2 separate regions of the Neogale vison genome follow, and region 1 is linked to region 2. A link is a contact called in public Hi-C data. All regions are on one chromosome and are shown on one strand. The core of a region is the stretch at or near the end of the contact, and the rest is flanking DNA. Distances in the headings are between cores, read along the strand shown.

Region 1 (5,157 bases), core at 1,078-3,577, 220 kb before region 2:
AATAGGTTATAAGACCCAAACATCTGAGAGCACTGCTTTAGAAAAACATTTGGTATTTAAAAGTTCTGAACAGGGGCGCCTGGGTGGCTCAGTGGGTTAAGCCTCTGCCTTTAGCTCAGGTCATGATCTCAGGGTCCTGGGACCGAGTCCCACTTTGGGCTCTCTGCTCAGCAGGGAGCCTGCTTCTCCCCACCCCCGCCCCGCCTGCCTCTCTGCCTACTTATGCTCTCTCTCTCTCTCTCTGTGTCCAATAAATAAAATCTGTAAATAAATAAATAAATGTGCGAACATCAGCTGCAGAGAGTCATCTCACCTCAGACCACGTCCTTCCTGGGGCAGCCCACATCGAGTGCCTGATGGAGAACTGAGTACAAAGGCAGGGCCTTTTCAGCCTGATGAGGCGTACTCTGAAAGGCAACGACTGCTCCAGAGCTCCCCACTGGGTTAGCTAATTCTTTATTTGGCCTGCATTGCAGTTAACTTCTCCCTCTGCCTAAACCTTTTTCTCACTTTCATTTGTAAGTGTTGATCCCTCATGAGACAACTTAAGTAACCCCATCTCTCATCCCATCCTACCTTCCACCACCCACCCCAATAAAACCCAAGCAAGGAAATATAATGCACAAGCAGAAAAGCCTATGTGAGACCATTCCAGGCTCCTATACCTCAACCCATTTCAAGTTGTTTTCCATTCTGTGAACTTTATTTGCCCTCCCTCTTTGTATCGCATATGATACTATTTGATTATCCGATGTATAGCATCTATTCATGGGAATTCATTGTGACTCTGCAACAAAACTCTACTTTGAGTACAGAGAACAAGCAGCAACAACAGCACCTACAAATCCTCAGGAGATTACAATGTTCCTAACATCAAATGCTTTACATACACACCTCACTTAACCTCACAACTCCGTGAAATACAAATTATTATCCTACTTCACAAATAAGGAAATTGAAGTTCAGGAGATTTAGTGACTTTCTCAAGCTGGGAAGTGGCAGAGCGATGACTTACACCCATATCCCACTGATTCCAAAGCCTGTAAGTCACTTAACTACATTCTTCTTTTTCCTAGATCCTCGCTAACACTATCAGATTGCAGAACACCGAACAGATTTTGGTTGACTCCAAGAAGGCAGTCTGTTGTTTCCTGGTACTTACAGCTCTGCAGCATCTCTGTCAATGTTTCCACGGATGCTTTCTCAGCACTCTCGAACCCTGCCTCTGTCAACAAGGAGCTCACAACCACCTGAAGGGTTCGCCTCCGGGCCAGATGGTAGTTGTCAGCAGGGTTAGTGGATTGTTTACTTCCTGATCTCTGCCAATCAGCACCCCATTAAAAAAAAAACAACAACAAAACGATTTTCGCCCGTAAGACAAGGTTGCAATCAAATAATTCCCATATCATCAATGGCAAGCAAAGGTTCTTTCGCTAAATATTTATCAGTGCTTACTAAAATAAAATTTAAAAATGCCCCTGGTGTTTAGACTTACAAACCCTGGCCAGCAGAGTAATAATAATCGAGTACCCAAGGTGCTCTAAATACCAAGGAGCTACCTAAAACTTAAAATTCCAAAAACACAAAATGTCTACTTTTTACTTTCTATTTTAGCAGATTATCAAAATATATAGCTGAAAAAACATGCATGATGGGATTGAATTCATGCCTTCTCCCAGAAAACAATGCTCTCTCTCTTGTTCCTCCCATCTCCACACCACTTCACTAACAGGAAAAATTAAACACCACCACACGACGCTGAGGAGAGAAAGGCAAAGGACAGCCGCTCAGGAAAGTAGGAAAGCTAAATATTTTGAAACCGGAATCCCCCCAACTTCGGCTGGCCAATAAGAAGGCGAAGCCAGCCTCTTCGGACCAATCAGGAGGTGTTCCGGGTTCCCAACCCCCAACAGGGAAGGAGCCAATCACTACACAGGTCCACCAACTCCGGAGGCCGTAGCCAAGTCCCCAGGAGGGGGGCTTGTAAGGCCTGAAAGACGCTCCTCCACTTGGAGCTCATTGTGGGGCTGGATTTCTGGCTATGGGATTGTTGCCCACATTAGGGGGAAATTACAAAATGCCCAGACTCTCTCGCCTCGGCCCCGCGCCTCCCGCCCTTACCGTTCCGGAGCCACCGGCCCCGGCAGTGGCCGCCGTGTCGGCCATCTTGCTCTGGCGTAATGTGTGCGGGCGCAGAGCAGTATGGGACTTGTAGTCGCCGAACGGGGAGGGGCGGGGGCGGGGAGGAGGCGGGGCGGCGTGCACCCCTACAAGCTTTCCTAAGCCCAAGTGGGTGGGTGGTGTGTATGTCTCAGGATCCCGGCTCACGTGACCTTCAGTGCGTGGTAGGTTCTTGGGGCCCTAGTGAGCGTCGGAATTGGCTAGGAAGATGCGCCCGCAGCATCACACCTATTCCTAGATGAAATCGTTTCTCAGAGCACATCCTTGGAACGCTCCAAACTTGGTTGGTGTTAGCAGCACCTGGCTGTGTCCCGCCCGGTGCCAATGACTCACTCAGTGGGGAAGGGGCCTGGAAATTCGTACTGGGAAGCTCTCCAAGTGAGTCTCCTGACATGGAAATTTGGAGAAGTCTTATTTCGTGCTGACAACCCCGCAGCCCGCCAGTGGTCCGCTCGGAACTGGAGCCTACCGACCTGCTAGCCCAGGTCTTCCTCTGCCTTCTTGCCCTCAGGCCGCGGGTATTTGCGGGGCGAGGCTGGAGGTGTGGGCGTCAGGAAGCTGTCCCGTGCCCGCCTCACTCCCAGGGCGCGGCGTAGGCGCGGGGCTTGTGTTTTTAAGCGTCTCCGTCGCTCATCAACCACTCCGGGACGGGATTCTCCGTGCAGGCACCGGGGGCCGCACCGCTCCTCGTTCGGTTCCGTTTGCGGGTGCCTGGGAGGGTGCAGACGCTGGCTTTGAATCATAGCGCTCGCAGGCTGTGGGACTTCGGGTGCATTCCTTAACCACACTGTGCCTCAGTTTACTTGTGCGTGTTGGGGGGTATGAAACTGGGGTGGGACTGATAAAGAAGAAAATAAGCTAATACACACAAAGGGTCTGGCACAGTGCCAGACGCGTAGTAAGCGGTCAAGAAACAGCACCTGAAGTTGTTTATTTCCTGCGCGACGCGTGAATGACTGGCGAACGCGCAGAGGCCTGGCAACCCGCGCCGCACCCGCCCCGCAGGCGCACCTGAGCCTGGGGGCGTTCCCCGCCCCCTCACCGAGGGCACTAGGGTCGGGGGCTGCAGGGCGAGCCGCGGGCGGCCGGGGGAGGAGTCAGGCCCTTTAAACTTCAGTGGAGCCGAGCACCCAGCCCCTTTGTCTCCCCCGCCCCCTCTTCCCCACTTCCTGCCCAGCTTTAAACTCGGGATCCGCGGCGCGGCGCGGACTTTGTAAACACTCGGCGCCTGCGGGGGTGGAGACTCTTTCTGCTGGGTCGCCTGACGCAGCAGTGCACGCCCCTCCCCACGGCTGGAGGTGGCGACCCCCTACCTCCCCAAAGACAGAAGTCAGAGGCGACGGGAGAATGAGGCCACGATCCGTGCTCCGGGGGGCTCACCTACTATGGAGGTAGGCTTGATGGCTGAAGAAGCCTAGATAGATGCGGTGTCAGCCTCTCCCCCCTTCGCTGGGGCCTCCAAGTTCGGGCTGGACGCCTGGGGCGAGTAGAGTTGGGTCGGTTAAGTGGGTCCCCGCGTCGTCATCACCTCCCCGTTGTCCCCCAAAGCTCGGCTCCGTTGCTCTCTCGGTGAGCTGTTCGGCACCTAGTCGAAGAGCAGAGATGTACCCCCCCTCCCCGAAGCCCTGGGCCCTATCCCCACAGCCGCTCTCTAAGCTGACCTAGAAGCCCATTGGCCTCACTGGGCTTTCGTTCTTCATACCTCAGAGATAGGGATGGGAGGCTAGTAGGAAGGCAGAGCCAATGTGGGCAGGGAGCCTTCCAAATCTCCTGCCAGCGAGAGCAGAGGAAGGAAGGAGGTCAGAAGACAGGACTGGAAGGAAGGACCCCTCAGTGTTTGTCACTCTGGTGTCTGATGGGTATACTAGCCTCTTCTGGTTTTTTTAATGTATTGCCAAGAAGAGTAACTGAAGAACTTGGTTGCTGTTACTAAGGGAGCATAATGGTTTCATCTGCAAACATTGAGCACCTACTATCGGTCTGGAATTCGTGGGATGCTGAGGGTGCAATGATGTTATTCATCTATGTTTAGTGTGCATCATGGAACAGAGATAAAGTGCCAACTTGGGCTGGCTAGCAAGACTCCAGAGAGAAGGGGGCTTTGGAGTTGGATTCTGGGTGAGGGGAGAGTCACCAGGCTGAGAAGTGGTAGGAAGTCTTTGGGGGCCACCTGTTCATTCGGCAGAGTTGTACAGAACCCTGACTGGTGTTGGACCTTGGGGTATAATGAGGACCCAGAAGGCATTCCTGCTGTCTTTCACCTGCTGTCTAGGTATGAAGAAGAGGTGGGAATGAACAGGATAAATTCAGGGATAGGCAAGTGTCTGGGCTGGTCCCTAAAAATCCAGGAATCCCTAGCTGCGTGCAGCTGGGGGGAGTCTGCTTGAGAGTTATGTGACCATCCACACAATGTTGGGGTACCCATTCCTCATTCTTGGACCTTAGGACTGTTTCCACTGTTTCCTCTATGCCCCCAACCTCAGTTCTCTTGGGAACCAGACACGTACAGGTGAAGAGAACTAGGTCTCCCATTGTGTCCCTGCAGCTCTGTCGATTCCTAGGCTCCTTGGAGAGATGACTGATACAACATTTGATTAATTCATTCACCACTTGCTAGCTGTGACCATCCTCTGCACAGGCTAGATGTTGGGGACATAACGGTAAACGAATCAGAGCTTCTACTCTGCCTGGAACTTCCAGTCAAAAGCATCTCTGAGAATTCGAGCAGGATCCTAGTCCTTGAGACCATGACTGCCTTGGTCCTTAGTGCCTCTTTTTTGTTTCCTTCCCTCAAAGGTTCAGAACACCAGCTAATGCTTATTAGTGCTGTGGGGCACCCTTCTAAATGTTTGGAGTGTAATGTCCTCTTTTAATTTCCCTAAGTCCTATGAGGTCAGCACTAGAATTATCTCACTGTGTAGATGGGAAAGCCTAGGCACAGAGGAGGTGAGTCATTGTTCTAGAGTACACCAGAAA
Region 2 (5,331 bases), core at 20-2,519:
ACTGGAAGCCATAGCGGCACGCTGGAGCTCCGCAAGGCCTCTCCCGACGCACCGTGTGGGCGCCGGGGGCGCACGCAACTTCCGGCCTTGCACTTCCGCCGACGACTGGCGGCAGGGGGCGCCACTGCTCCAGCTGGGTTTGGCTCCTGGGGGAGAGGGACAGCCCCTAGGGGAGAGGGACAACTCCCGGGCTGCGCCTCCACGACCTCAGCGAGAAGGGGAGCGCGATCCCGCACTACTGTCGCCGGATGGCGTCCCACCTCCGGCTCCCTCTAGGCCTTGGGCTGGACAACCTGGGCACCGCCACACGTGGTCTCTGAGTGATCACTTCATTGGCTCAGAAAGATGCTGAGGATGGGACTGTGCCGGGGAGGGGGGGGCGGAGGGGTGGGCATAGGGGTTAGTTCCGCAGGGGATGTGAAGCTTTGGGAGGTGGGGTTCCCCAAGAACGTCTCCGTCAGAAGTCATAGATTGCGCAGGCTTAAGAGCGAGCACTCCAAGTTTGTGATCCGGCCGCCTCTCCCAGGCGTGCCCCAGATTTCGTTCAGTCTAGGATTTCTATAGGAGAAAAATCTCGCTCTCCCACCTAACATCATATCCCCTCCCCCTTCTCCGGGCTGCGCCACTAGCAGATGATGCAGTGCTTCCTGGAGTTGTCGCTGTCCCCAGCCTGGAGGCTTCCGGGGGTCTTCCAGGGACCGGGAAGGCGCTGGCCTAAGAAAAAGCCTTCTGGTTCCGAGTCAGAAGAAGAGGAGCAGGTGGGACAGGGGGCGTCCTGCTTGGCATCGAGGGGCGTCTCCAGGCGGCCCCGCTCCCGCCCTTTGGGTGCCTCCGCCTCGTCCCCAGCTCGACCCTCCTGTTCCGGACTGGATCGAAGCAGCCCCCTCTGGGTTGCCGGACTGGAGCGGGAGGCAGCGGCGGGGAGGGCTGCCCGGGAGATGGTAGCGGCGTCCAGCGGGGCGCAGTCTCCCTCTTCAACTCTACCGAGTCTCGCCTCCCCTGTTCCGGGCCGGGTCCGTAATGCCCATCTCAGAGCCGGGAGTCTCCCTATCCCGGATCCGAGCGGGGCGGGCCCCAGAAGCCCGTTCCAGCTGGGGTCCGGCCTCCCGCCCCGCCCCCGAGCCGTTGCGCGCCGCCGCCGCGGCTGCGACACCTCTCCCGGGCTCCTCCGCCCCTCCCCGCCGCCGCCCACCAGAGGGCGGCCGCGTCCCCAGTCCGGGAGCTAGTCCCGCGCCGCATCCCCAACGGTGGCGAGGGATGGGTTCGGGAGGCCCTTGGAGCGCTCCGACCAGGGACGCGCGGTGAGAGCTGCGGGCCCCAAGGCTCGGGTCTGGGGGGTGCGGTGGGGGGACGGGACGGCGTGGGACCGGGGCGAGGGTCCCAGCCCGGGAGAATCCCCTCCTCAGCCCAGCCCAAGCCGCTGCCCCATTCCCCTTTGATCTGCACCTTCTCCCTTACCTAGCAAGGCCCTCCCTTCCCGTGCAAGGGCCTGGCTCCAGCCGGCATCCGAATAGCGATTCTCAAAGCAGCTGGGGCAGCAAGGGCCGCCCCCCGGCAAAGCATAACGTCCCCCGCCCAAGGGCCCAGCGCAGTCCTGGCAGCAGAAGTGGTTTTCGTGCCAGCGCCGTCCCTCTGCCTCAGTGCAGCGCTGGGAGAAGATCAGCTGGGAGAGGCAGGGAGAACAGCTCATTCATTCATTCATTCACTCATTCATTCACCCAATAACCACGCCTTACACCCAGTTAACGCTAAAGCACGTCTACAGACATCCCATTTGATCTACTCAACCACTCTCGGCTGCAGGGAGGGCTGATTGGCCTAGCTAGGATCCCGCTAGCAGGTGGCATAGCCTGAAAAAGTGCGACCCCAGTTGCCTGGACTCCCAACCCAGGGTTCCACCGGCCTCTTATGCTGACATTATGGCAGGTCCTCTCCTGATAGGGCACAGCACTGGGCACCCGGCAAACTGAGACCAACCAATATCTGCCCAACAGTCCCTGCTCCAGAGAAATTCTCTCAGTCCAAGAAAAGCTGGGGGACTCTGCTTGCAGTGGGGGAGGGCACAAGGCAACAGGTCCCCATCCCCAGAGCAACAGGGAACAAAAGGTCCCAGGCTGGTTATGAGTTCTTCACTCCACGGTACTGGCAGAGTTGTCCCCTTATATCCTGCCACGTTGGACCCTGGGCAGCCCCCTCCAAGCAACCCTTTTACGGCTGTACCTGGTCACAAGCCGGGCAGCGCGGTCGCAGCAGCTCTGCGTGATGACGGCCACAGTAGAGATGCCCGTCATGGTAGAAGTAGATGAGGTTTATCAGGGCCTGGCCACAGGCCTGGCAGGCAAAGCAAGCCAGGTGCCAGCTGCGCCGCTCTCCTGCCGGGGCTGCGAACACTCCATACTCCCCGGGCCTCAGCCGCTCCCTGCACTGCCAGTCGGGGTGTGCTGGGCTGGGCAGAGGCCCCAGCATGCTCCTGGCTTCCCTCCGGGCTCTTCCATCCCAACCCCAATCCAACTGTTCTCCCTAGACCCCTGGCAGCCCACCTCCACTGCAGGCCCACCAAGAACCCCTAAACTTGGCTTCTCTTTTTCAAGTGTGCCAAACTGTCAGTCCCCAACCCCTTTACCCCACCTGAGTCCCTGGAGCTCACCCCTTCTGCTGAAGTGTGAAGGCAAAGGGGAATGGAGCAGGGGGAACACCACATACCTTCTCACAGGTGTGTTCTGCCAGCTTGGGAGATACCCTGCAGGCCACCCCCTGTCCCAGGGCCTCCCGCCTCCGCTGGTTACAGAAGAGCCTCAGCTCGGCCAGCTCATCCTCCCCAAGGGCCAGGCAGTAGCGCTCCTGCAGAAACAGGCCACCACTGAGACTGGGAAAGCCCCAGCAGGCGAGACTGGAGTTTGATTGGGGAGAGGAGGCTTAGCTGCTAGGTCAAAGGAAGGTTTTAGAAGTTCCAGGAGATAACACAGAAGGGCACTGACAAGGAGAGGGAAAGAGGGAAGAGATATGGAGGAAGTCTACCCCAGTCTCACCTCCCCCAAGGAATGGCCACCACTCGGGTCCTGACAGCCCACAGCACTGAGCCCTGTCACCACAGATTTAGAGCTTTACCTGCCATGAGCTGGCACTCACTATCACTTTCCATTGTTTTTCTAATTTATTCCATGTTCTCCTGTCTTGCCCCCTGCCCCCCAGCTCCCCAAACTGAAGTGTAAGGCTTTAGTCTGGGCACACATAGAGTCTCAATAAATACTTAACCATACTCTCTACATTTGTACATTCCATTATCGGTTTCAAAAGTGGTTCATGTCCATTTTCTCATTTGCTCTTCAGCTAAGCATTGTGGGCAGAGCAGATGCTATTGCCCCCATTGTGTAGACTTGAAAACTCAGGCTGGTGATGGGGGATGACTTCCCCAATTAGTGGCATAGCCAGCCCAGGCCCTAGATCCATGTCCTCTGGCTTCTGGACCCACAGTAAATAGAGAGAGGGAGGCGACAGATTGGAACCTGGAGAGAGGGGGACCCACATCACTGTCCTGCGGAGGCAGCTGCTGCAGGAGGATCCGAAGCTCAGGCCAGTTGGGGGCCCTGTGGGTGTCCAAGCCAGGGAGCCCCAAGCTCAGAACTTCAGGACTCTGAGGAGATGCAGGAAAGGGGTGGTTAGGTTTGCCTTGCTCTTCTTTCCTCCCACCTCACTGCCACCTCTTCTCCAATCTGGAATGACTTCCAAGCACCCCCTCTTTCCAGATTGAGACAAGGACAGCTGACCCACGCCTGCATCTGTGGTCTGATTGAGGCAGGTTGGGGAGGTCCCATTCCCCAAAATGGTATCCTTTCTTTTGCTTTAAATGAGCTCCCTTTACTCCACTGGGGCCAAAGCCTAGAGTGTGCTTTGACAACACAGACGCCCCCCCTGCCCCATGCCAGGAGAGGTAATGTGTCTTCACGTGAATAAGTTTAAAGTTAAACCCCCACATCCCATCTGGAGGGGGCTGTAGAGACAGGGATTCCTGCAAAGAGAAAAGGGCCATGGGAGGCTGGGCACAAAAGCTACCTACCTTCCAGACAGTGGAAGTGGGAGGAGGCTGTAGGATAGAGGGCATGTTGGTCTCAGAGGGAAGGAAAGGGCTCCCAGTACCTGAGCAGAAGTCCCCTCAGGGTACTTCTCCAGCAAGTGGCTTGGGCCACTGTCTGAGTTGGCTGGTGGACCTGGCTCCTGAGGGCTGAGGCTCTCCCCTTGGTGGGGCCAGTCAGAGTTCAGAACTGACATCGGTGACAAAGTCTGCCCAGAAGACAAGAACATCTTCCATTTATTGGCCCCTTACAATGTGCCAGGCAGTGCCAAGTGCTCTGCAGGAATTATCTCCTCCCATCCTCCCAGCAACCAGATGACATGGGTGGTATTCTGTTTCCATTTTACAAATAGCTACACTGGAATCAGGGAGCATAAATGCCTGAGGTCACATAGGTACCAAGTGACTGAGCCAGGTCTTGAGGCCACACCTTTCAGCTCTAGAGTTTCTGAAGCTCAAATTCTGGGGTTTCCGAAGATTGGGAAGGAGGAAAGAGGTGGCCCACAATGGAAAGAGAGGGCATTCCACTTTTCTAGTAAGCCTCTGGGCAGACTGGACCCTTCCCCGTGTCCCCAACCTTAACTCCACCTTTCCTCACTGTGCGCTGAACACCCCAGTGAGCCAGTGTCCTCCACACTACCAACACAGACCCCACTTTTCCAGCTGTAGACTCAGGCCAGGTAAAAGGACCACGTCACCAGGAAGCCCTTTTCAGCCCCTCCAGCCATACCAGCTCTCCCTTTTCTGAGCTTCAGAAGGAAATACAGTCTGCACCCTGAGATTTAGTACTAATGTTTCTCTTTGGGCCCTGTGCCTGTCTCAGTTCCTCACCTAGTCGCTAAGTTTGAGGACAAAGGAAACTCTTGTGCATCTGGCTTCTACCTATAGCAGCAATTTCCAATTCCACTGGATAATTCCAAATACCTCTCTTCAGCCCTTCTTGGGGCCGACCCTAGCAAGAACACAGTATCTTGGGGGTGAGGGGGACTACTGAAGTACAAAAGGGATGGGCCCTGTCCTCAAGGAGTCCAGTGGGTAAGACAGACACCCAGCAGAATGAGGCTGGGGCTCAGGGCAGGTGTATACAGCACCTCAGGAAGAAAAAGAATCAGAGCAAACCTTTCTGTCAAGTTTTACTCTGTGCAAGGGACTATACTAGCATTTTGCACAATATAATGCATCCTCAAAATAATCCTATCAGATAGTTTCTGTTATCCCATTTGATGGTTGAAACAAACAGAGGTTAACTTGCCTAAGGT

What was found. A called contact is a pair of places that touch in the nucleus more often than the background predicts.
Region 1: a Hi-C map of fibroblasts shows a contact between it and region 2, with 8 times the contacts expected there. The contact joins the promoter of CCND3 here to the promoter of FRS3 in region 2. A contact is called at or near these places in 2 of 3 Hi-C or Micro-C datasets (fibroblasts and muscle).

The regions. Positions count from the first base shown.
Region 1 is chr1:88,694,853-88,700,009 of ASM_NN_V1, reverse strand. CCND3 (G1/S-specific cyclin-D3) reads left to right here and starts at 2,327. Exons shown (of 5, transcript XM_044250730.1): 1 at 2,327-2,345. It overlaps TAF8 (transcription initiation factor TFIID subunit 8), which reads right to left and starts at 2,173. Exons shown (of 9, transcript XM_044250737.1): 1 at 2,122-2,173; 2 at 1,163-1,319. The coding sequence starts at 2,166.
Region 2 is chr1:88,472,964-88,478,294 of ASM_NN_V1, reverse strand. FRS3 (fibroblast growth factor receptor substrate 3) reads left to right here and starts at 1,269. Exons shown (of 7, transcript XM_044250714.1): 1 at 1,269-1,301. PRICKLE4 (prickle-like protein 4) reads right to left here. Exons shown (of 8, transcript XM_044250718.1): 2 at 5,325-5,331; 3 at 4,138-4,281; 4 at 3,527-3,634; 5 at 2,704-2,841; 6 at 2,221-2,424; 7 at 1,459-1,663; 8 at 582-999. The coding sequence starts at 4,269. The coding sequence ends at 626. TOMM6 (mitochondrial import receptor subunit TOM6 homolog) reads right to left here and starts at 92. Exons shown (of 3, transcript XM_044250720.1): 1 at 1-92. The coding sequence starts at 12.